2 separate regions of the Ovis aries genome follow, and region 2 is linked to region 1. A link is a contact called in public Hi-C data. All regions are on one chromosome and are shown on one strand. The core of a region is the stretch at or near the end of the contact, and the rest is flanking DNA. Distances in the headings are between cores, read along the strand shown.

Evidence for each region. A called contact is a pair of places that touch in the nucleus more often than the background predicts.
Region 2: a Hi-C map of liver shows a contact between it and region 1, with 4 times the contacts expected there. The contact joins the promoter of IL6ST here to the enhancer-like site in region 1. A contact is called at or near these places in 3 of 16 Hi-C or Micro-C datasets (blood, liver and omental adipose tissue).

Annotation. Positions count from the first base shown.
Region 1 is chr16:23,289,400-23,296,939 of ARS-UI_Ramb_v3.0, forward strand. No RefSeq gene overlaps it. Among named protein-coding and RNA genes, the nearest start is that of IL6ST, 75 kb to the right of the region's middle. Within about 2 kb of position 4,617, at least 12 of the 54 cell types and tissues checked have an H3K27ac peak or open chromatin away from gene starts, as enhancers often do. A contact at or near this core is called in liver, where this site is marked.
Region 2 is chr16:23,365,631-23,372,281 of ARS-UI_Ramb_v3.0, forward strand. IL6ST (interleukin 6 cytokine family signal transducer) reads left to right here and starts at 2,963. Exons shown (of 16, transcript XM_012096909.4): 1 at 2,963-3,196. It overlaps LOC114118738 (small ribosomal subunit protein bS18m-like), which reads left to right and starts at 3,173. Exons shown (of 1, transcript XM_042233780.2): 1 at 3,173-6,651.

The sequences.
Region 1 (7,540 bases), core at 3,367-5,866:
AAACCAACAAAAATTCCACTCACTCATAAGTAATGACATCATCGGTCCCCACAAATGACCTCCTTTTCCTCAGTACATATTAGCAATTGCATGCCTACAAACAAACCAAGAGATAGATTACTAGCTCACTATTCATTTAATTATTAAAGATGGGAAACACGTGGTCCAACTCAACAAGTTAAAAGACAGTCTCTAAAGAAGCACATTTTTAAGCAATGATGATCTGGCATTAACATTCCCAGGCATCTAATGAATGGCTACATGCATGTGGCCAAAATATATCATGGATAATCCATCACCCTGAGGTCAGTGTTGCTTCAAGCCAATGATTAGTCCTCGGGGGTTTTATACACCAATCTCTACAAGAATGATCTCAGCTTTAATCACCACTGGAATAAAAGAAAAGAAAAATGAAAGTGAGTTTATTTAAATGTCATTTCAATGGAAGAATAAGGAAGTGGTTTGGCTTCTTTCCTTAGCCCTGGAAAATTGCATGACACACAATAAGTGCTCAACGAATGGAAGTGTGAGGACAATCATCTTAGTGTTCTCAGGACAGACAGCGTGTTCCAAGGTGCTTGGAACAATTAGGGAAACAAGCCAGGAGACAGGCACTGACAATAGAGGGAGGTGAGATTTTTGGTGGAGGGACTCTTAGCCCCCGGGAGCACCTGAAAATCAGAAAAGGCTTTAATTAGGGACTTACATCTCTAACCTGGGATCTAAGAAATAAGCTTGAGTTAGCCAGGAAGAGGAGAAGGACAGGGAGTCCCAGGAACTGCACAAAGGCTAGGAGTTGAGAAAGGGCATCCAGGATACTGGAAACAGTTCAGTATGATGGGGTGGGGTAGGGATGATGAGGCAAGAGACCAGGGAGGCTCACAAAGAGCACAAGATGAAGGTCCTTGCAGGGCATGCGGGGAAATCTGGACTTTGTCCTAACATCGGCAGGATAATGAGGCATCATCAAAATGGTGTAAAGTAGGGAGGGCAGGTTGCATACGCCCTGATGCGAATGCACAGAAAGAGCTCCAGCTGCAACATGAAGAACGGAAGAAAGAGGACAAAAATGGAGTCAGGGAGACTAGTTAGGAGTTTGCCGCATTAACCAGGTGAGAGATAGAGTAACTCAAATGAACACAGAGGCATTGGGGATAGAGAGAAATAAACGGATTTTAAATATTCAAGATGTAAAATGAATGGGTCTTGGTGAGTGACTGGATGTGGGGTACGTGGAGGGAGGAGCTGAGCGTGACATCAGGATTATGACTAGGAAAACTCAAAGATGATGTCGCTATTTACTAAGAAAGGGAGTACAGGGTGGGGTCAGGAGGGGTGGGGCACTGGGGACAGGCTCAAGGGTGGAGATGATGAGCTCAGTTTAGGAAGTTCCCAATCTAAAATGCCAGTAGGATATCCATGTGGAGATGACAGCACACTACTGAATTTTCTGTGGCTTCTATGATGAACAGGTAAACATAAATGAAACCCACAAAGGATTCTAAGAAATTATCATGGAAAAGATGAATATCACTAAACCAAGGGAAGACAGCTTCAAGGGGATAGTGGTCACTAGTATTGGATGATCCTTAAAGCTCAAATCAGATAATGTCAGGGAAAAAAACCTTAAAATTTAGCAACAGTGTTATTAGTGATCTTGGTAGGAGAAGCAGCAGAGGAATGTTGGAACAGAGGCTAGATTTCAAGAATTTCAGAGTGGAGGATAAGGAAGTGGTGATGGTGAGTACAGACACATGTTTCAATACACTCGACTGAAGCCAGAAAGAACCAGATAAGGAAGTAAACTTCCCCAGTGGTAAAGAACCCACCTGCCAGTGTAGGAGATACAGGTTTGATCCCTGGGTCAGGAAGATCCCCTGAAGAAGGGAATGTCAACCCACTCCAATATCCTTGCCTGGGAAACCCCATGGACCAAGGAGCCTGAGAGGCTCTAGTCCAGGGGGTCTCAAAAGAGTTGGACACAATTTAGCGACTAAATGACAAGGAAGTAGGTGAATGTTTTAAAATATAGGTTTCATTATTATTCTAGTAATGTGAGACCAACAGATCAGGAGGGGTGCCAGGCCTCACAGGGTCTTACAGGGAAGCCCCAGGAGGAAGAAAAAGAGGGAAAACATAGACAGGAGATTTGATTATGGTTTTTACAGGAAGAAAAGCAACACAGGGTAAGAAGGTTTAGGATTGGTTAGTTGAAAAAATTTTAGTAGGCTCTCATAGAGGCTGTTTTCAGCCCTCTGGTATCTGGCCCTGGGGTGATTAGGGCAGGAGGATAATGGGCCAAGCATAAGGACCCTATGAAAACCAATAAAGGAGGTGGTTAGGGTATGGGCTCTGGAACTGGTTACTTTGCATAGAAAAAGTACACTCTCAGGTGAGTAGTGTTATATCGCTAGGAATTAGTTATCTCTGGGGGGTGGGGGAGCGGCAAGGAAACCCTTCCCTGATCAGCAAGGCTTCAAATGCCAGAGTATCAAAAATATAGAAGTATCTGGTATGATGTAACATACCACTGAATGACCTCTCTGCTAACACCCTTTATGTTTCAATAAATTTCTCTAGATCTAAAAAAAAAAAAGAATATAAAATTATGAAAATATCATTAATACATTAGAAAGGAATGTAGAAGCTGTGGAAGATATTATTTTTAGCCTAGGAGAAATAACTTTAAACAACTTAGGCTTGTTTAAATACTGATGATGGGAATCAGTAGCAAGTGAGGCAGCAGGACAGAGGAGGGATCTGCAGTGGAACAAAGTCTATCAGACTTGCAAGAGAAACATAGAACCTTACAATGACCTTGGCAATGAGCAATCACTTCAACTATGATGGAAGGAAAGGAGGAAGATAAGTATCCTTGCAGATGTGGCAAGATTTTGAGGGAGTTACTTTCTAGTGGCTTTTATTTTCCCTTACAAAGTAGAAGATTCCCCAATAGATTATACATAGGGCTTCCCTGGTATCTCAGTGGTAAAGAATCTGTCTGCCTAAGCAGGAGAGCTGGATTCAATTCCTGGGTCCAGAAGATCCCCTGGAAAATGAAACGGCAACCCACTCCAGTATTCTTGCCTGGGAAATCACATGGACAGAGAAGCCTGGCTACAGTCTGTAGCCCACCAGGCTCCTCTGTCCATAGGACTGAAAAAGAGTTGGATGTGATTTAGTGATTTAGGGCTTCCCTTGTGGCTCAGCTGGCAAAGAGTCTGCCTACAATGGTGGGAGACCTGGGTTCAATCCCTGGGTTGGGAAGATCCCTGGAGAAAGGAAAGGCTACCCACTCCAGTATTCTGGGGTGGATAATTCCATGGACCTATGCAGTCTATGGGGTCGCATAGAGTTGGACACTACTGAGCAACTTTCACTTAGTGACTAAACAACAATTTTTTGTGTGTATGTCTGTGTGTGTGTGTGTGTATTGGGAGAGAGAAAGATGCCAACTTTACAGTCAAAATTTTTCTCTGATAGTGATTTCACTTATAACTAGAAAATAAGACAAAATAAAACTTGTCATTAAGTGTTCTCTTTCCTTCCTTTAACAGGTAGGGCTTATGTCCTAGCCACAGCTGTAGGCCCAGGAGATGCCTTCCAAGCTCCAGGGAGCAGCGTGTGGACCAGCACAGCTATTGATGACTCCTGGGCACCAGCTCAGATCATAGGAATGATTGCTGTGTGCCCAGTGAGACTTCAGTCACTGGAACACTGGGGAAGGACAGAGAAGGGAGGGTTTCCTAAAGCCCAAGAAGCGCTGGTGGCCCAGGAAAGAATTACTGAAGAAGTCGGGGGCTGACCTCAGAGAAGCAGAGGCTAAAGAGCAGGAAGAAAGAACCTAAAGATAGAAGTCCAGAAAGGGCAAGTGCAATTCACATAGACAACCAAGTCAACTTCCTGAAACTCACACTGCAGATTATTCAGAACTTGAAGACACTAACTCCAACCACTCTCTCCCTCCCTCTCCCACCAACACCCTTTTTGTTTTTGTTTGTTATACAAAATCTTTTGGCTATTTTCTGTATTCATTGCCTTCAAATAAAGTATTAATCTGCTTTAAAGCTCAAGTGATGATTTCCAGTTACTTAGTCAGCTTCCTAATGTACTTCCAGAAAGCCAAAGCTGTTTGAAACTCTGAGGCCCCACTTCCCACCGTGGCTTCACACAGGAATTTCCACCCCACGTGGCTGACGCCAGGAAATGGTAGGGCCCTCTGCATGCCCAGGTGATCCATCCCTGATTGTGCGTTAGGAAGGCCCTGACATAAAAGCGATTTTCAAGGTTCCAGCTTTCCTTGCTGTTCTCAGCAATCTGCTTTCCAAATCAACCATGTAGCAAAGCGGAGGCCAAGTGACCTGCCAAAAAGCCCAGGCCTCCCACTGGGTCTTGAGGAGGGCACACAGAAGTTTCTACCGCTCCTGCCGTCTCCCTACTCTGGGGATCAAGTTGCTATTGTGCCACAAAGAGGGGAGTCCTTGAGGGGTCACCTGATCTCTCACCAGCACCCTCCCCCCACTCTCCCTAAGCTGTTGCAAAAGAGACAGGCTCAGATCCGCCTTAATGAAACCTCTAGAGAAAAAGATTTCATAAACTTCCGCAGTGACTATTTCAAAACCAAATAATGTTCTGATTTTGCCAGAGAGTGGAATGTGACTGTGTGTAGGGGGGTAGGGAAGAGAGCACCACAGCAAAAGGGAAAACAGGAAACAGAGTTAGGAAAAGGAAAAGCCAGGAAATGAAAAGTTTTAACTATAATCTCCCAGTTGAGAATTTTGTGTAAAAGTATAGCTCTTTGCAACCCCATGGCCTGTAGCCCACCAGGCTCCTCTGTCAATGGAATTTTCCAGGCAAGAATACTGGAGTGGGTTGCTATTTCCCTCTCCAGGGGAATCTTCCTGACCCAGGAGTTGAACTCAGATCTCTTGCATCTCCTGCATTGGCAGGTGGGTTCTTTACCAGCTGAGCCCCCAGGGAAGCCTGTAAAATTATAAAGTCCTCTTGTTTCTCCTCTTCGGTATCAGGCATTTTACCACGTTCAGGAAGAATAAAACAGGACCTACTCCACCACTAGACATGAGTTGTTGGAGAGTTTTTTCTTTGTTAAAAAAATAAATAAACAACTAGAAATTCCACGGAGCCAAAGTAAACAGATATTCATATCAGGCTGGCTGGAACTGTCCCTCCAGGGGTTCCAGCCCACACCCTCTGCTGCCATGACTGTCCTCCTCCACTTCTCTCTTCCCCTAAAGAGGGATCAACACTTTCAGGAATCCTCTGTATGCCTGAATTTTCATGTTCTCTGACTGCCTGTGGCCTAGGACTTCCAATTTAAACCCACAGCTATTCCCAGCCTGCCCCCGCCCCCTGAACTTCATTCTTTCTCCCCACTCCAAGCTGCCTACCACCTCCCACCTCCACCCATCCCTCTGAAATGGAAAGTAGATCCTACTCTTCCCAGGTGATTTGCTGGAGCATCTCAGCCAAGACAATTGTCCATTGACTTTACAGCAGAGGCTAAATCCTGTCATGTTTCTCCACCAAATCAGTGGAAATCTCTTTGTTGCCAGCAGGAGTCAGTGGGAATGATTTTCTGCCTGGAGACAGACTATTTGGGGGCAAGAGAGTCGGGGTGGGACTACTGGACCTGACATCACTTAGAAAACAGGCTCTTTTCCTGGGATGAATTTAAGAGGTTTAATGACTTCATGGAAAAGGAAATGGCAACCCATTCCAGTTTTCTTGCCTGGGAAACCCCATGGATAGAGGAGCCTAGAGGGCTACAGTTCATGGGGTCTTAAGAGTTGGACATGACTTAGTGACTAAACAGCATTGACTTCATGGAAGTTGAAGGAGAGCTTATTGTTGTTTAGTTGCTCAGTCGTGTCTGACTCTTTGAGACCCCATGAACTGCAAGACACCAGGCTTCCCTGTCCTTCACTATATCCTGGAGTTTGCTCAAATTCATGTCTCATTAGCATGAGACAGTCATGCTATCTAACCATCTCATCCTCTGCTGCCCTCTTCTCCTTTTGCCTTAAATCCTTCCCAGCATCAAGGTTTTTTCCAGTAATTTGGCTCTTCCCATTAGATGGCCAAAGTATTGGAGCTTTAGCATCAGTCCTTCCAATGGATATTCAGGGTTGATTTCCTTTAGGATTGACTGGTTTGATCTCCTTGCAGTCCAAGGGACTCTCAAGAGTTTTCTCCAGTACCACAATTTGAAAGCATCAGTTCTTCAATGTTCAGCTTTCTTTATAATCCAACTCTCACATCTGTACATGACTACTGGAAAGATCATAGCTTTGACTATATGGATCTTTGTCGGCAATGTCATCTCTCTGCTTTTTAATATGCTGTCTAGGTTTGTCATAATTTTTCTTCCAATGAGCAAGTGTCTTTTAATTTCATGGCTGCAGTCACCATGCGCAGTGATTTTGGAGCCAAAGAAAATAATATCTGTCACTCCTTCCACTATTTCCCCTTCTATTTGCCATAAAGTGATGGGATCAGATGCTATGATCTTAGTTTTTTGACTGTTGAGTTTTAAGCCAGGTTTTTCACTCTCCTCTTTCGCCCTCATCAAGAGACTCTTTAGTTCCTCTTCACTTTCTGCCATTAGAGTATCATCTGCATATCTTAGGTTGTTGATATTTCTCCTGGCAATCTTGACTCCAGCTTGTGATTCATTCAGCCTGGCATTTTGCATGATCTATATAAAAGTTAAATAAATAGGATGACAATATACAGCCTTGTCATACTCCCTTCCCAATTTTGAACCAGTCAGTGGAAGCCCCTTCAAGGCTCATAGCCTTGTCATGGTGAAGGAGCTTGAGTAACTCAATAAAGCTATGAGCCATGCCACTCAGGGCAACCCAAGATGGATGGGTCATAGCGGAGAGTTCTGACAGAATGTGGTCCACTGGAGGACAGAATGGCAAACCACTCCAGTATTCTTGTCTGAAGAACCGCATGAATGGCATAAAAAGGAAGGAGTTTAACTTCACTCAAAATGGGGGCTCCTGGTTGCTGCCACTGATAATGAAAAGATTCATTCATGGAGACTCAAGAGTCCTAGGTTCAAACACTTTCTCCCCAACATGCTTTATGGGCACCAAGGTCTCGTGTGGTTGTTGCTGGCAGTGATGGGAGAGCTGTGCAGGCCCCTGCTTGGTTGGAAGGCTCACACTAGCTGACGGCAAGGACAGGAAAGGGACATCCAAGCAGAAGGTGTGAGAGCACAGGGTTAAGTGTCCAGTCTTGATGCCTCAAGGATCTGTGCTGAGACGATGAGAACAAAGAAGAGGATAGAGTGGGAGGTCCTTGACACGGAGGAGACTCCTGCAGCGGTGCCTATGGTTCTTCCTTAGGTCAGCTCACCTCGGAAGTCTGGCAAAGTTAAACAACACCAAGAAAGTGGGACTTTTGATAGAATTGGCTAGATTTCTTCAATAAGTCAATAAACATGGGAAAGAGGGGAAGGGACTGTTGAAAGTTAAAAGAGATTTAGGAACATAATAGCTGAATGTCTCCAACT
Region 2 (6,651 bases), core at 1,713-4,212, 75 kb after region 1:
CTCTTTGAAGCAGTTTCTCAGAGGTATCTGAGGTGCTGTCTCCTGCGCTATTGTCTTCTGCTGCTGCTGCTAAGTTGCTTCAGTCGTGTCCGACTCTGTGTGACCCCATAGATGGCAGCCCACCAGGCTCCTCCATCCATGGGATTTTCCAGGTGAGAGTACTGGAGTGGGTTGCCATTGCCTTCTCCGGTGCAATTGTCTTCATTTTGCCCCAAATGAAACTTAACTTGCAACTCTCACATTTTACACTTTTTTAAAGTTGACGGTACTGTTTTCTTCTCATTTGATTGAAGAATCTGAGAAGACCTGCCCAAGTTCATAGACATGGAAGGTAGCAGCACCGGTATTCAAACCCATGCAATTTGAAAAGAGAAAATACACTTAACTGGTATATAGTGCCCCTAAATAAATGTCCATTAGATCTAAATGAAATTTTTAAGTTTTTTTGTGTGTGTGCCTGTGGCTGTGTTGGGTCTTTGCTGCTGCATGGTTTTTTCTCCAGTTGTGGCGAGCAGGGGCTACTCTGTAGCTCTCTAGTTGCAGTTCGCAGGCCTCTTATTATGGTGGCTTCTCTTCTTGCAGAGCATAGGCGCTAAGGTGTGCAGGCTTCAGTAGTTGCAGCACATGAGCTCAGTAGTTGTGGCTCCCCAGCTCTAGAGCACAGGCTCCATAGTTGTGGCACACAGACTCAGTTGCTCTGCGGTACTGGAGTGGGTTGCCATTAAGCCCCAAATATTTTTTTTTAATTTTCATTTTTTAAATTGAATAACACTTTATTTACAATGTTGTGTTAGATTCAAGAGTATAGCAAAGTGATTCAGTTACATATACTATTTTTTTCAGATTATTTTCCCTAATTGTTGGTGTTCAGTCACTAACTTGTGTCCAGCTCTTTTAAACCCCATGGGCAGAAGCACACCAGGCTTCCCTGTCCTCCACCATCTCCCTGAGTTTGCTCAAACTCATGTCTGTTGAGTCTGTAATGCCATCCAACCATCTCATCCTCTGTCGCCCACTCTCCTCTTGCCCTCTATCTTTCCCAGCATGAAAGTCTTTTCCAATGAGTTGGCTCTTCGAATCATGTGGTCAAAGTATTGAAGCTTCAGCTTCAGCCCTTCCAATGAATATTCAGGACTGATTTCCTTTTGAATTGACTGGTTTGACCTCCTTACAGTCCAAGGGACTCTCAAGAGTCTTCTCTAGCACCACAGTTTGACAGCATCATTTTGGCGCTCAGCCTTCTTTATAGTCCATCTCTCACATCCATACAAGAGTACTGGAAAAACCATAGCTTTGACTAGACAGACCTTTGTTGGCAAAGAATGTCTCTGCTTTTTAATATGCTGTCTGGGTTGGTCATAGCTTTTCTTCCAAGGAGCAAGTGTCTTTTAACATCATGGCTGCAGTCACTGTCCACAGTGATTTTGGACACCAAGAAAATAAAATCTGTCACTGTTTCCACTTTTTCCCCATCTTTTTGCCTTGGAGTGATGAACAGGGTGCCATGATTTTAGTGCGGTTTCTTTTTTCCCATGATCTTAGTTTTTCAATGTTGAGTTTTAAGCCAGCTTTTTCACTCTCCTCTTTCACTTTCATCAAGAGACTCTAGTTCCTCTTAACTTTCTGCCTTTAGGGTGGTATCATCTGCATATCTGAGGTTGTTGATATTGACTGTAGTTCCCTGTGCTACACAGTAGGTCCTTGGTTATCTGATTTATATATAGTAGTGTGCATATAAAACTCCTAGTTTATCCCCCCTCATTTAACATTTTATAAGTTTGTTTTAAAATAAATATACCCATAAATGGCTGAGCTAGGATACAATCCAGTCACTCTCTGGAGGTTAGATATAGGATGACAGGAAGCAGCAAGAACCAAACACACAATGGAGCTTTGTCTCTTCTGCAGCACAACTCCCGAGCTGGCCTGGGACTCCCTTAGCTGGACACAAAACAGGCCCATTTCCCTGTGTTTTAAAAATTATCTGATCAACTAGGAGATCATAATTTGCTTTGTGTTTTACTGTATCTGAATCCTCAATTTAATGAAAAACGTTACAATTGTTAATTTATGGGTATAATTTGTTCAATTATTGCCCTCCAATAGCCTGCCATTTTTCCACAAAAGGCGCTGGCCTTGGGTTTTTCTTGATACACACAGACACACACAGACACACACACACCATTTATCTTTTAAGCTTCTCATCTTACTTTGAAAAAAATATACATCAAAGTGAGCCTAAAGGTTCATTTCCCAGACCACTAGCGGGAAAGAGAAAGGTTGTAATGAAATTTGTTTTTATTTGGTATTTTTGTCACAGATTGGAAGTACAAATTGCAAGAAAAACTAGTTTCTTGGCGTGTCACCAACTCTGAGGTTCTCTGATCGATCACACCCAAACATATTTATTAACTTAAAAATATATATCATGGCAAGGTTCTTTTACGTAAGGCTTGGAGCCGAAGCCGCCACAATCTGCGGTAATCTCACATGGAATCATTGTCACCGAGCCCTTCACATTCCCTGAGGAACTCCCACGCTTCCCCAGTCCCCAAGGACAGCCGGCAGTCCCTCGCGGCTCCGAGGTCCCTGGGGAAGGCACTGAACGCAGGCCAAAAGAGCCTCGGCAAGAAGTCAGGACGGACGGCACGGGTAGCACCCGGGCTTTAGTTCACGACCCCGTTATTCCACGGAAAAATGGAACATTCCGCTCCTTCCGCCCGCAGAGGGGAGGTGGGGGAACCCTTCGATCTAGTCTGGGAGAGGCGACGCGGGCGCAGCCACCGGAATCCGGGACGCCAGGAACCGCGTTACGGGAATAGCAGCCGCTCGGAGTACCGCCTCCTCGCCTTCGGGCTACCGCTGAGCCAATGCCGGAGCGCGCCGAGTATCACAGAGGCCAATCAGCTTACAGAGTCCAAGTCCGGGGGCGGGGCGTTACGGGGCGCCGCGGGGCGGGGTCAGGGGGCGCCTTGCCCCGCAGCGGGAGGAGGGACGCGTGCCGCGTCTGCTGGAAGGTCCCGGGAGCTAGCCGGAGCTGAGGCAAGGAGCCGACAGGCCCGCGGAGCCGCGCGGGGAAGGCCCGGGCGCAGCTGAGCTTGCGGCCGCGGCTGCTGGCCGACGGAGTCGGCCGGGCCAGGCGCCGAGTGGGACGTGCTCTGTGGAGACGCGGAGGAGCGAGTCACCGCGGCCTGAGGTGAGGAGGGGCCTTGGCCGGGTTGAAGGGCCGTGTAGCCGGAGGGTGAGGGCTGCGTCGGGGCGGCCGGGTCAGGGGACTCGAGGGGCCATCCTTCTCCGAGAGAGGGGCGCCCCGACAGCGCGCGCCCCAAACTTCTTGTTACCCCAGCCTGGAAATCCCCACATTCCTTTCTCTCCCTGTTCCCACATCTCCGAATTTGATCTCCACAAGTTTATCACCTAGATTTCCCAACGCTAAAAAAAGCCTCACTTACACACAAGTACACACGCACAAACCACACACACACCCCTTCTTAAGCCTCTAGTTTCCAACACCTTTCTTGACTCTACCCCTTTTGGCTACCAAGTCCCCGGTTTCCCCCGGTTCCTCTTCTATCTCCCTTAAATTCCATTAGCCCCGCACTTGACCCTTCATTTTCATCTCGGAGATTAATTTCCTTTTCATCATTGTAACGCTTCAACATTGCTGAAAGTTACACCGTGTACTAAAATTCCTCACTAATGCCTCTTTTCATCTTTTGATTGCTTACAGAGCCAGGCCCTAATGAACCCCACATATCACTGTGTCCTAAAGGCGCCGGATTTTTAAAAAATTATATCACCCCTCCCCCAAGTTTAAAGATCATTCCAAGCAGCAGAGTTCTGTTTTTCAGTATTTTTTCGAATTGAAAAAGAACAAAATCACAGCTTAAAGATAAGACCTGCCACTTTTGTTCTTTTCTTCTTCCCATTTCGGTTTAATTTGTGTAGTATTGGGCATTTCAGCGATTATACTGCTTTAAAATAATTGTTAGGATGCCAGGATGAAATTCTAAAAGATTGGAGTGTTTGGTTTAGTCAGTACAGTAAACAAACCCTTTAGACTGTGTGACTGCCAGCTTCAAGTTGGAACAACTCTTAATTTGAAATTACTGACTCAGATCATCATATGAGCCATTCGCCATTATCATAATTTCTTAAATTCATGTTAATTCCTATTTGGAAGTATTTTTGAACTGTAAACTGGAATACTACAATTATAGAACCAACTTGCTATTAAGTTAAATTGTGCTTTCCAAATATTTCTCTTTGGGGACAATTTTGAATACTTGTTTTTAATCACAAGTGGAAGAAAAAATTACTGGATGGAGAAAGTGTCATAAAAGATGAATTTTGTGGTAGAATTTTTGCTTCATCCCAATTCTGTATTATTGACTCTACATGTTTAATTTTCTCATAGGTAATTTAGAATATATGTGGCTAATTTAATACATTTTCTTGTGTACTGAAAAATGTGTTCAGTTATTTATGAATTACCATATTTTCAATTTATTTAAAATTTTTCCAAGGGAATTTACATTTCAGTTAAATGTTAGGGTGGATGTCGATTGTCCTATACCTGTGAAATTGATGTTTCAGTACGCACTTTATAAAGAAGGAAACTAAAGCTCAGTGTCCCTTTGAAACCTAGACCTGTAATTCCAAATCCTGCACTCTCAATCAGTCATTTTGTCATGCTAACACGTTTCTCCTAAAGGGTCCACTGCTACAATTTGGGAAGAACTCCCCAAAATTCCTCTGCAGGGAGGGTTTTTTCTCCCAGAAGCTATTTGAGAGCAGCTTATTTTAATGGGAGTCAGAATTCCCTGGCGCTGATACATTTGCAGTTTGGCTCTTAGAGAAGCATGGAATGTTCTCCCAGTCTTCTCCATTTCTTTGATTGCAAAGACATTTTGATCAGAGTTGAAGTTTCTACTGAGCTTTATTATTTTGCATAACAAGTACTACGCACTTAGTAGTTACTGTAGGAACTCAGATAGGTGCATAAATTGTCCTTAGGACCTTCAAAGAGTTTACAGCAATTGGGTAGACATTTTGTGAAAAACAACAAGGATGCAAGGTAGTTTTAATTAAATGCAGAGTGATACAGAAGATGCTATAAATATCCAGATTAGGCAGTAATCATTTATGGGTTGAAATGATCAAAGGATTTACCAGAGGTCATCAACCTTGAAAACTGGGTAGGTGGTGGTTTAGTTGCTAAGTCGTGTCCAACTCTTTCAACCCCGTGAACTGTAGCTTGCCAGGCTCTTCTGTTCAAGGGATTTTCCAGGCAAGAATACTGGAGTGGGTGAAACCTGGGTAAGATTTGGATAAAGGGAAAAATGAAAGGAGCCCATTCCAAATAGAAGTCAATGTGGAAAGGGTAAACAATAATCAAGGTATAGTAATCATAGTAGTACAATGTGTGTGTAATGCTTATTTTGTGTCAGTCACTGTTTTGAACACTTTGCTTATATTAATTCATTTAATCTTTATAACCTTATAAAGTACATCTTATTATTTTCTTTTTATAAGGAAAGAAGCCAAGGCATAGAGAGCTTAATTAACTCACCGGGTGCCACAGGGCTGTTAAGTGGTGGTAGTTATTGTTCATTTGCTAAGTTGATTCCTACTCTTTGCAGACTTGTGAACTGCAGCAAGCCAGGCTTCCCTGTCCTTCACTATCTTCCAGAGTTTTCTCAAACTCGTATCCATTGAGTCAGTGATGCCATCCAACCATCTTATCCCCGGTCACCTCTTTTTCCTCTTGCCTTCGATCTTTCCTAGCAGCAGGGTCTTTTCCAGTGAGTCAGCTCTTCACATCAGGTGGCCTAACTGTTGGAGCTTCTGCTTCAGCATCAGTCCTTCCAATGAATATTAAGGGTTAATTTCCTTTAGGATGGACTGGTTTGATCTCCTTACTGTCCAAGAGACTCTCAAGAGCCTTCTCCAACACCACAGTTTGAAAGGATCAGTTCTTCAGTGCTCAGCCTTCTTTATGGTCCAACTCTCACATCCATCTATGACATCTGGAAAAACCATGGCTTTGACTAGATGGACGTTTGTTGACAAAGTGATGTCTTTGCTTTTTAATACACTGCCGAGGTTTGTCATGGCTTTTCTTCCAAGGAGCAAGTGTCACTTAATTTCATGTTTTCAGTCACTGTCTGTAGTGATTTTGGAGCCCAAGAAAATAAAACCTGTCACCGTTTCCACTTTTTCCCCATCTATTTGCCATGAAGTGATGGGACTGGATACCATGATCTTAGTTTTTGAATGTTGAGTTTTAAGCCAGCTTTTTCACTCTCCTCTTTCACCTTCATCAGGAGGCTCTTTAGTTCCTCTTCTCTTTCTGCCATTGAAGTGGTATCTTCTGAGGTATATCCAGAATTTATACCTAGACATCCTGACTTCAGAATCTGAGCTCCTAAAGCTGGTAAGTATACTACTTCTTCATATAGTATACTTGAGTGACAGCTGGAATAATATGGCCATTCCAGGAGGTCTTTTAAAACCCACTCTTAATTGTCCACTGTGTGCTTCAGAGGGCTTCCCTGTTGGCTCAGTGGTAAAGAATCCACTTACCAATGCAAGAGATGTGAGTTCAGTCCCTGGGTCTTGAAGATCTGCTGGAGAAGGAAATGGCAACCC